2 separate regions of the Mus musculus genome follow, and region 1 is linked to region 2. Evidence: chromatin contacts called from public Hi-C data. All regions are on one chromosome and are shown on one strand. Each heading gives the region's core, a stretch centred on a gene start, on an enhancer-like site or on the middle of the called end of the contact. The rest is flanking DNA. Distances are from core to core; before and after follow the strand shown.

Evidence for each region. Hi-C and Micro-C count contacts between places; a contact is called where the count stands out from the background.
Region 1: a Hi-C map of the N1E-115 cell line shows a contact between it and region 2, with 2.5 times the contacts expected there. The contact joins two enhancer-like sites. A contact is called at or near these places in 7 of 484 Hi-C or Micro-C datasets (8-cell embryo, the N1E-115 cell line, embryonic stem cells and 4 more).

What each region holds. Positions count from the first base shown.
Region 1 is chr9:41,299,725-41,304,613 of GRCm38.p6, reverse strand. No RefSeq gene overlaps it. Among named protein-coding and RNA genes, the nearest start is that of Gm25401, 37 kb to the left of the region's middle. Within about 2 kb of position 1,628, at least 25 of the 459 cell types and tissues checked have an H3K27ac peak or open chromatin away from gene starts, as enhancers often do. A contact at or near this core is called in the N1E-115 cell line, where this site is marked.
Region 2 is chr9:41,227,329-41,231,853 of GRCm38.p6, reverse strand. No RefSeq gene overlaps it. Among named protein-coding and RNA genes, the nearest start is that of 1700063D05Rik, 23 kb to the right of the region's middle. RefSeq lists an enhancer at 1,309-3,952. Within about 2 kb of position 2,898, at least 216 of the 459 cell types and tissues checked have an H3K27ac peak or open chromatin away from gene starts, as enhancers often do. A contact at or near this core is called in the N1E-115 cell line, where this site is marked.

The DNA of each region.
Region 1 (4,889 bases), core at 379-2,878, 74 kb before region 2:
GTTTCCGAAGCTGCCTCTCATTCAACACTGGGAAAGAATTTGCTATCTCGGCAGAGATCACTTGATAAAGTGTATGAATCTAGTCCTATAAGAACCAGGGAGCAGAAGCACAGATAACATTAGAATGTCCAGGAGATCAGCTGGCTTTGGACCTGAGTGCATTTGGTGTGAGGGAGCCCCATGCACTGCTATGTCTTCAGACTAGGGCAGGACAGCGGTGTATGTAGCATCTCATGAGGCGTGCCGGGCATATGCTTCCGCACCATCCATCATGCCTTCCTTTGCATCAGCACTAAGGAAATATTAACCCCTGCCTGGGGTTGAGATGGAAGAAACAAGAGTCTGAAGGATTCTTTCTGCTCCATGTTTAATGCAAGCAAGGCAAATGACTGTAGAAAATACAGGAGGTTGCATGGGTCATGGAGAGGTAGAGATAGGGAATCCCCAGAGCGAGCTAGTGATTAGCCAAACCAGCAAGCTCTGGTTCAAATGAGAGAACCTGCGAACAATTAAGGAGACCACTTTAATTTCCACATGCATGCATGCATGCACACATGTGCTCACACACAAGTACCCACACACATGTAAACACACATGTGCACACACACAAGAATACAACTAGGGTAATGGGTTATATGGAGCTCATTTTTTTTCCTTACTCGTGTGAATGTTTGACATTTCCTAGAGTAAGACACTAAAAACACAAAAGGCAGCATCACTGCTCCTTTAAGCTTCCGGGAACAGAGAACTTTTCCTCTGCCTATTTCCACCACTCCCTGTTGTTCAGCCGGAAACACACATGTGGATAGAAACACAGTGACCAGACTCCACAGTCAAATGGAATCTACTAGAGGTAGATCTTTCCCAGGATGGAGCAGCAGGGTGCCAGGCACCTGAAGGAATACAGTAACACTCAGAGGGGGACATGGGAGAGGACGGTGGGAGCCTTTGGAAGAGAGTGTACTGACTCTATGATTTTGTCATGTCTGCCTCACAGGTGTTCTTGAGGGTAGCTGTGGGTCGCTGAGTTTCCCCCCTTCTCCCATGAGCTCTCACTGCTGCCCCATCCCAGATACAATTACCATGGGCTTCAGAAACAAAGTCTCTCACTGGCTTTTGACCCCTGCCCCCTTAATAATATTAGACTATAAAGTTGCTTAGCACAGGAGCAGTTGCCATGACGACGACATCCATATCTCTGTACGAGTGCCAGAACTGAGACCTGGGGGCTTGGGCACATGGCAAAAGGACAGCTTGTGAGGAACAATGGAGGGAGAGACTGCAGATTCTTTTCATGCCTAATTACCCATGAGCACATGGCACAATGGCTTATTTAACTCTGCCTTGGCTCAGAAACGAGGCAGGTTCCCTGTTCCAGTTGGAAGGGATTCCAGCCCTGGCCATGGAAGGGCGGGAGAAAAAGAACCAAGAGTTACGGAATTGAAGAGACCTCTTCCTAATTATTTTGCATTTTGGCCATATTTCCTCAGAAGGCAATTATTCCAAGTCAGGAGGATTGCTCCACCTCAAATATAGCTGCAGGCTGAACTCTGATAACTGGTATTAGGGACCATTGCTGCCCATGCATAGCTGGGCAATAGGATGCAGCTCAGGGTCCGTGCTCAGAACTGACTCAGCCAATCAGAGGGTAGGATGGTTTGTGAACACCCTAGGATGTAGAAAGTGACTTTTCCAGCTCCCTATTCACTCGACAGGGATAGAATTTTGGCCTGATCCCTACACACAAACACACACACACACACACACACACACACACACACACACACACACACACACACACTGGAATTTTGCAAATGGAGGGTGAGGGGTGTTGACAGGAGAGACAGAATGGCAAGAGGAGCAAAGAAGGAAGTCTATTTTCATCAGGGGGCTGGGCCACCTCTCTACACAAAGAACTCACAAAAATACCCCAAGGTGCTTTGTACTCATCAAAGATAGAAGGAGAGAAAACAAGACTACATCCTTAGAGGAATTAGAAATATGCATGATTTTCACAGATTTATGCCTTAGGCTCTTTGTTGGATTCTCTATCTTCATAGTCAAATGAATAGGCAAGAAATGCCGAGGAAATGATCTGTGCTTTTACTGATTACCAAGGCAGCACCCATGTCAACCTAGATAACCTTGCTTTACCCACTGATTGGGTCTCTGCTCCAGTCTGACCGGGATCATTTTCCTCTCTGGGTGATTTACTGATCATCCTCTCAGCCAAATAACCCTGGTCGAAGAGGTCGAAGGCTTTCCTCCTCTCTTTCCTGGCTCAGCAAAGTCCAGTGTGTCTCACTGAGCTCTCTTAGGATATCTGTTCCTTATCATTAAGTGCACTGGGATATAAGATGTCAGAGCTATCTTACCAAGGTGTCCAGAGCACACTCTAAATTATGGAAAGAAAAATGTATTTGTTAAGGAGTCATTGGTATTTTTGAGAAACTCTATAGATCTATCAACCATGAGAAGTACAGCCATAATGTATGTATATGTATATGACATATATTTATGTCTATATGCATATGTGTGTATGAATATGCATATATATAATGCATATGTATGGTGTAATGTATATGATGTGTGTATATATGTTTATGTAAGTGTACATGTACGTGTATGCGTGTACTCATATGCACACACACATAATTTTTGTAGTGACTACCAGATGAACTGGCCTTGGCTGTAAGGCAGGGCTCATGTGGATTTTAATCCCCTGCACCATAGAGAAGGGGATTAAAAAAGATGATCCTTGAGGATCTTGAGGCACCCTTGAGGCTCAGTTCACTCGTCCTTTCTGTAACCATGGGAAGTCTTATGATGTGAAAAACAGACCATGCTCAAAATATTGGGCATATGCCCAGAAGATGTTCCAACATGTAATAAGGACACATGCTCTACTATGTTCACAGCAGCCTTATTTATAACAGCCAGAAACTAGAAAGAACCCAGGTGTCCCTCAACAAAAGAACGGATACAGAAAATGTGGTACATTTACACAATGGAGTACTACTCAGCTATTAAAAACAATGAATTTATGAACTTCTTAGACAAATGGATGGACCTGGAGGATATCATCCTTAGTGAGGCAACCCAATCACAAAAGAACACACATGATATGCACTCGCTGATAAGTGGATATTAGCCCAGAAGCTCAGAATACCCAAGATACAATTTGCAAAACACATGAAACTCAATAAGAAGGAAGACCAAAGTGTGGATACTTCAATCCTTCTTAGAAGGGGGAACAAAATACCCATGGAAGGAGTTACAAAGACAAAGTATGAAGCAGAGACTGAAGGAATGACCATCCAGAGACTGCCCCACCCTGGGATCCATCCCATAAACAACCACCAAAACCAGACACTATTGTGGATGCCAACAAAAGCTTGCTGACAGGAGCCTGATATAGCTGTCTCTTGTGAGGCTCTGCCAGTGCCTGACAAATAAAGAAGTGGATGTTCACAGCCATCCATTGGACAGAGCAGAGGGTCCCCCAAAGAAGGAGCTAGAAAAAGCACCCAAGAGACTGAAGGAGTTTGCATCCCCATAGGAGGAACAACAATATGAACTAACCAGTACCCCCAGAACTCCCTGGGACTAAACCACCAACCAAAGAAAACACATGGTGAGACTCGTGGCTCTAGCTGCATATGTAGCAGAGGTTGGCCTAGTTCGTCATCAATGGGAGAAGAAGCCCTTGGTCCTGTGAAGGTTCCATGCCCCAGTATAGGGGAATGCCAGGGCCAGAAGCAGGAGTGGGTGGGTTGTGAGCAGGGAGAGGAGAGAAGGGAAAAGGAGGAGGAACTAGGAAAGGGGATAACATTTGAAATATAAATAAAGAAAATATAAGAAATAAAAAAAAAAGAAAATAGACCATGCTCAAAATACCAGCGTTATCTCCTGTACAGTGTACAGATCTATTAGAATAACATCTGACTTCTCAATGGAGATTCTAAAAGCCAGAAGTTTCTGAACAGATGTTCTACAGAATCTAAGAGACCACAAATGCCAGTCCAGACTACTATATCCAGCAAAAGATTCAATCACAATAGTTGGAGAAATTAAGGCATTCCATGATTTTAAAAAAAAACAAATATAATCAATATCCACAAATTTAGCAGTAGGCTCTAGAAGGAAAAGTCCAACCTAAATAGGTTAACCACACCCAATAAAACACAAGAAATAAATAATCCCTACCAGAAAATATAAAGGGGAAAACACAAACACGCACATGCACATGCACACACACGTGCACACACACACACACCATCACCACCACCACCACAACCACAACAACAACAAAATAACAGGAATCAACAAACACTGCTCATTGGTATTTCTCAACATTAATGCTTTCAATTCTCCAATTACAAACAAACAAACAAACAAACAAACAAACAAAAACAGACTAACAGAAAGGATGGGAAAACTGGATCCATCCTTCTGCTGCATCCAAGAAACACATCCTAAAACTAAGGGTAGTAGGCATCACCGCAGGGTGAAAGAATGGAACAATATATTCTAAGCATATGAACCTAAGAAGAAAACTGGCTCATAAGGGAAATACTACTATAGCTCAAATCACATATTGACCATCACATGCTGATAGTGGGAGACTTCAATACCCCATTCTTACCAAAAGACAGATCATCCAGACAAAAACAAACAGAGAAATGCTGTTTAAACCAAATAAGCTTAAGAGATATTTATGTGGAACATTTCACCCAAACACAAAAGAATATAGGTTCTTCTCTATACCTCATTGCACTTTTCAAAAATAACCACAAACCCAGACACAGAGCAAGTCTCAACAGATACAAGAAGATGAAATAATGTCCTGTATTCTATCTGGCCACCAAGGATCAAAACTGGATAACAGA
Region 2 (4,525 bases), core at 1,649-4,148:
AGCACTTAGAAAGAGCTGAGGAAGATGGATTGTGGCACAGTCAAAACCAGTGAGAGCTATGCAGTGCGTCCCAGGCTAGCCTGAGTCATGGAGTAAGACCTTATCTTAAAAAGAGCCATGTGTCTTGTCTTTGCAGAATAAGATGTTTTCCTTATGAGACCAGGATCTACTTTGATGTGTGTTAGATTTAAAAACCTTCTCTATGTGTAATGGGCCTTCTTTATAAATGTGATGACTCCTCTATATGCAAATACTGACTGGTAGTTCTAAAATCAGCATGCGCACACCTAGTAGGGACAAATTAATGTTACTTATGGTTTCTGTTTGTCTTAGCAAAGTAATAGAGAATAGCATTTTGTCCAAATACCTGGGAATAGATTAAGTAAGAAGAATAAATCCAGTAATTAGTTTTGGAGTTGAAAGCAGGGTTGACTTCATTATATAATGGCTTCCAAAGGGAATGGCTGTCTTTCTTTTGAAGTTTGATTAAATGTGTGCCTAGGGAGAATATTCCACTCGGCCCTCCTCAGGGATTCCTTTCCACGGTGTGGTTTCCCTGGGGTACTTGGTACAGTGATCTGCTCTGCTTTCCTTCACAATTGTCCTGAGGCCCTTTGTGTTTTCAAACTGCTCTGCCACTGTTTTGTTCCTTAGGATTCACTTAAAAATGATTCCATGAGGGGATACCGTGAAGCAAGCACAGTTCAAAGGGTTTCTGACGAAACTGTAACAGAGAATTTGAACGTTGGTACATTGATAGGGTGTTTTCAAATTGTCCTTTTAAAAACATAGTCATGTCCAAAATTCAAGCATGCTTGAGAGAACACCAAGCTCAGCTTTCTCTCTTTGGAGACAGGGTACAGTCGACAGATGAAAGCGCACAATGGTCAGATACATTTACATTTCCGATAAACAGTTGGCTTGTTAGCATACATGTCTCAATAACCCCATAAGAAATCTAATTTTAGGAGTTCTGGGTTCTTATTTTCTAAATCTGGTACCTCTGGAACAGGAAGAAGATGTATTAATCACCCCAGAGCTGTGTGAACTGCAAGATAGATAGATAGATAGATAGATAGATAGATAGATAGATAGATAGATAGATAGATACATAGATACATAGATACATAGATACATAGATACATAGATACATAGATAGATACATAGATAGATACATAGATAGATACATAGACAGATACATAGATAGATACATAGATAGATACATAGATAGATACATAGATAGATAAATTGTAATCTTCACCCTTTTAAAAAGTTTTAGAAATTTATTTGAGTCCAGTTACAAGCTGCCCTCTGACCCTTACATGCCAGTCATGGCATGGGAGCACTCATCCACACACAATAAATGTATACGCATGCATATGTGCACATGCCTGCGTGTATGTGTGGTTATGGGTATACTGCGTGCATTCTTGCATGCGTGCATGAGTTGTGTGTGTGCACACACATATGTGTGTCTGTGTGTGTCTGTATGCGTGTGTGTGTGTGTGTGTGTGTGTTTGTGTGCGCACGCGTGTGTGTTCATGCACCTCAGCGCTCATGCGGAAGTCAGAGGACAACTTTCAGAAGTCTTCCGTCCCCTTGAGGCAGGGTCTCCAGTGTAATCTTCCTGGGTTGGAGCACCATCTTCGGAGATAAAATGCTACCTAAACTTAAGATCAGTTTATTGCTAGCTAGATTATACACAGCATCACTCCATCACCCAATATTTACCTGGAGACTAACTGGTATCGGGCAATGGGTGATGGGCAGTGGGTGCTGTATTTAGAGCAAAAAGATCCGAGGTTGAATTTCATCATTGACTGTAGCACCTTCGGCAAATTAATTCCTCAGCGTCTCAGATTCTTTGTCTACGGCAATGGGGATAAGACAGTTATTATAAGAGCCAAATTAGCTAATGTGCACAGAAGCACTCTGCTTTTATGAATGGCTATAAACAGATTATGACTTATTAGAGAGCCACTCTGATCTAGGAGTAGCCCGACCGTCAGATCCCAGCACGTGGGGAGAAGAGAAGGGATAGGGTCAACCTGAGGTATGCAGTGAAACCCAGGGGAAGAGATGGGGAGAAAGTGAAGGAGAGAAGAAAAAGAAGAAGAAAAAGGTGCCGCCAAAAGGTACCCTGGCTTCAGCTCGCCTTGAAGTGGGTTATTGTCGAAGCTGCACAGGGAGGAGCTCTTTCTCCAAATTTTCAAGGGCAGAATTCTTAGCCAGTAACCACAAGTAGTTATTTTACCATCCATTCTCTTTATATTTCAAAAGACTCGGGTTCAAATGTCAGTTCCAAGTCTCTGTTTCTTCTCATAACAAATGGACCAAATGATATTCACTCCACAGGAAGGAGGGCTAAGAAAAATAGAGGCTTACTTGGGGTTTTCTGTCTAGGGATGTGTGTTCTCATCTGTGCTCCTCCTGGAGTGTCCCCTGTAAGCCCCGGGGAGTGGATAGGCTTAAGGAATAGGCCTCAGTTTTCCTTGTCTTTCTTTGCTTAGTGGCTCTAAAATCAGAGCCCAGCAGGAGAGTCGTGGGAGAGGCCTTCTAAGATGGGGTCAGAAACGCTCAAAGCAGTATTACTACCGATCTCCCTGCACTCCCAAGACAATAACCTTCTCTAATCACTACCAGATTCCACATTCGCGCCAGAAAGCAGCAGGGAGCAGTTGCCTTGACCCGCCAGGGCCTCCAGCCCCTCCCCGCCAGACGCAGACTAATGCGATACAGACGTCTCCCTCCCAGCACCGCTCTCCCACCCGCAGTCCCTCTCCAGACGGACATCGCTCTTCCGAAGTCATTTTTTGCAGGTCACCAGGCCACTTTTCCACGAAGCCAGGGAGAAGCCTGCACCTCGGGACTTCCTAGCTACCCAGAGGGTATTGTATTCACTCCTGGCGGAAGCCAACTTCAAAAGGGTATCAGGCGGGGCTTCTCACTCATTTCGATGGTACAACAGTGACCTCCAGTGGCAGAGCCGGGAGACAAAAAAAATCTGCAACGTCTCAGAATATTCCTGTCCTCATAGAAGACAGTCTACAATAGGACACGATTTCTCTTGTAAACAGCGTCTAGGACGACGACGACGGTGATGGACTCCATAGTTGCTGAATCCAAGCAATCCTGCAGAGATAGCCAGTGGCAAGTTTCCAACCCACGATCTGAGCTCCATGGCCTATCATTTATTTAGTACAGCTCCCTCAGCTCTTAATCCACTCCAGACCCCGCCCTGGTGCCCAAGTGGCTTGTGTTAATTCCACTGCTAGAAATGACCTCTTCATCTCTCTGCCTGATAAAATCTTCGTGTGATGATGTCAGATGAGAACATGCCACTTGGGGACACTTTCCAGATCATCCCTCCTAACAGAATTGATTTTGTCTTCAAAACCAAATAGTATCAAGGACGTCAATACTGCTGAATGCATTCGGCTTGAGAAGCAACACGGTACAGCACTGTTGTAGGGACTTCCACTGCTGAGAGTTCTAGGTGAAGGATGGAAGGGTGTGGGAGTGTCAGGCACATCTGCAGCACCATGACACATGCCTGAGGAAATGACATAAGAGAGGAAGGGTTTATTTTGGCCCACAGATTTGTATCTTTCTGTCCACTGTCATTGGTATCTGTTGGTTCCAGTCCAGTGTTTGGTGAGGCAGAACATGAGGGCAAAGAGCAAAGTGGCCCTCCTTGGGACAGATAGGAGATGGGAAGGGACTTAATAAAGACAAAATACATCTCCTAATACATCATTAGAGGCTACTTCCTCCAGTGTGGCCTTCCCTCCTATCTCTACCAACTCCCATCATATTATGAGCTTGTGAATGGACTGATCTACAGATTAGTTCCGAGTCCTCAGGAACCAGTCATCTTCCCTTCGCTCGACTGTTGACTGTCGCGTTGAGAATAGAGCCCTTCACATGTGATCCTTGACAAGGGGCACACTTCATATGCAAATTATAATTACTGAGCTCAGAATGCTGCAGACTAGTGGGGTGTGCACAGGAAAAAACAACTGCCATCGAGTGTAGTAAGGAGTTCCATATTTGTCTCAAGTAAGAGTCATCACTCCAGTCAGGGGGAAGAAATGCAATCAGAGACTGTCTAAATAAATGGAAGGGCTTTGCTTGGGTATTTGGGGGCTGAACGGGAGTTAATGAGGCAGGTAGAATGATTTAAGATGGGGGAAGAAAAGAAAAGATGCTCATTTGGATGTGAAATAACTACCTAGAAGTGATTTCGTTGCGACAAGGGGCAGCCCACGCTGGCTGGATTATCTATCACTGGATGTTTTACAGTCAAGAGATACTAGGCTGGAAGACTACTGAAAGCAGGATTGGGATCTTCCAAACTGTTGGCTATATAACCCAGGGTCATCAATGATTGCTGAACTATAGCATGATTCGGGGAGAATAAGCTCACGCATAAGCTAGAGTGGCTCACAAAACAGGATAAAAATCAAAATCTGGTTTCTGCCCATTAGTGGTTCTCAGATGCACTGGCATACGAATGTATTGGTCA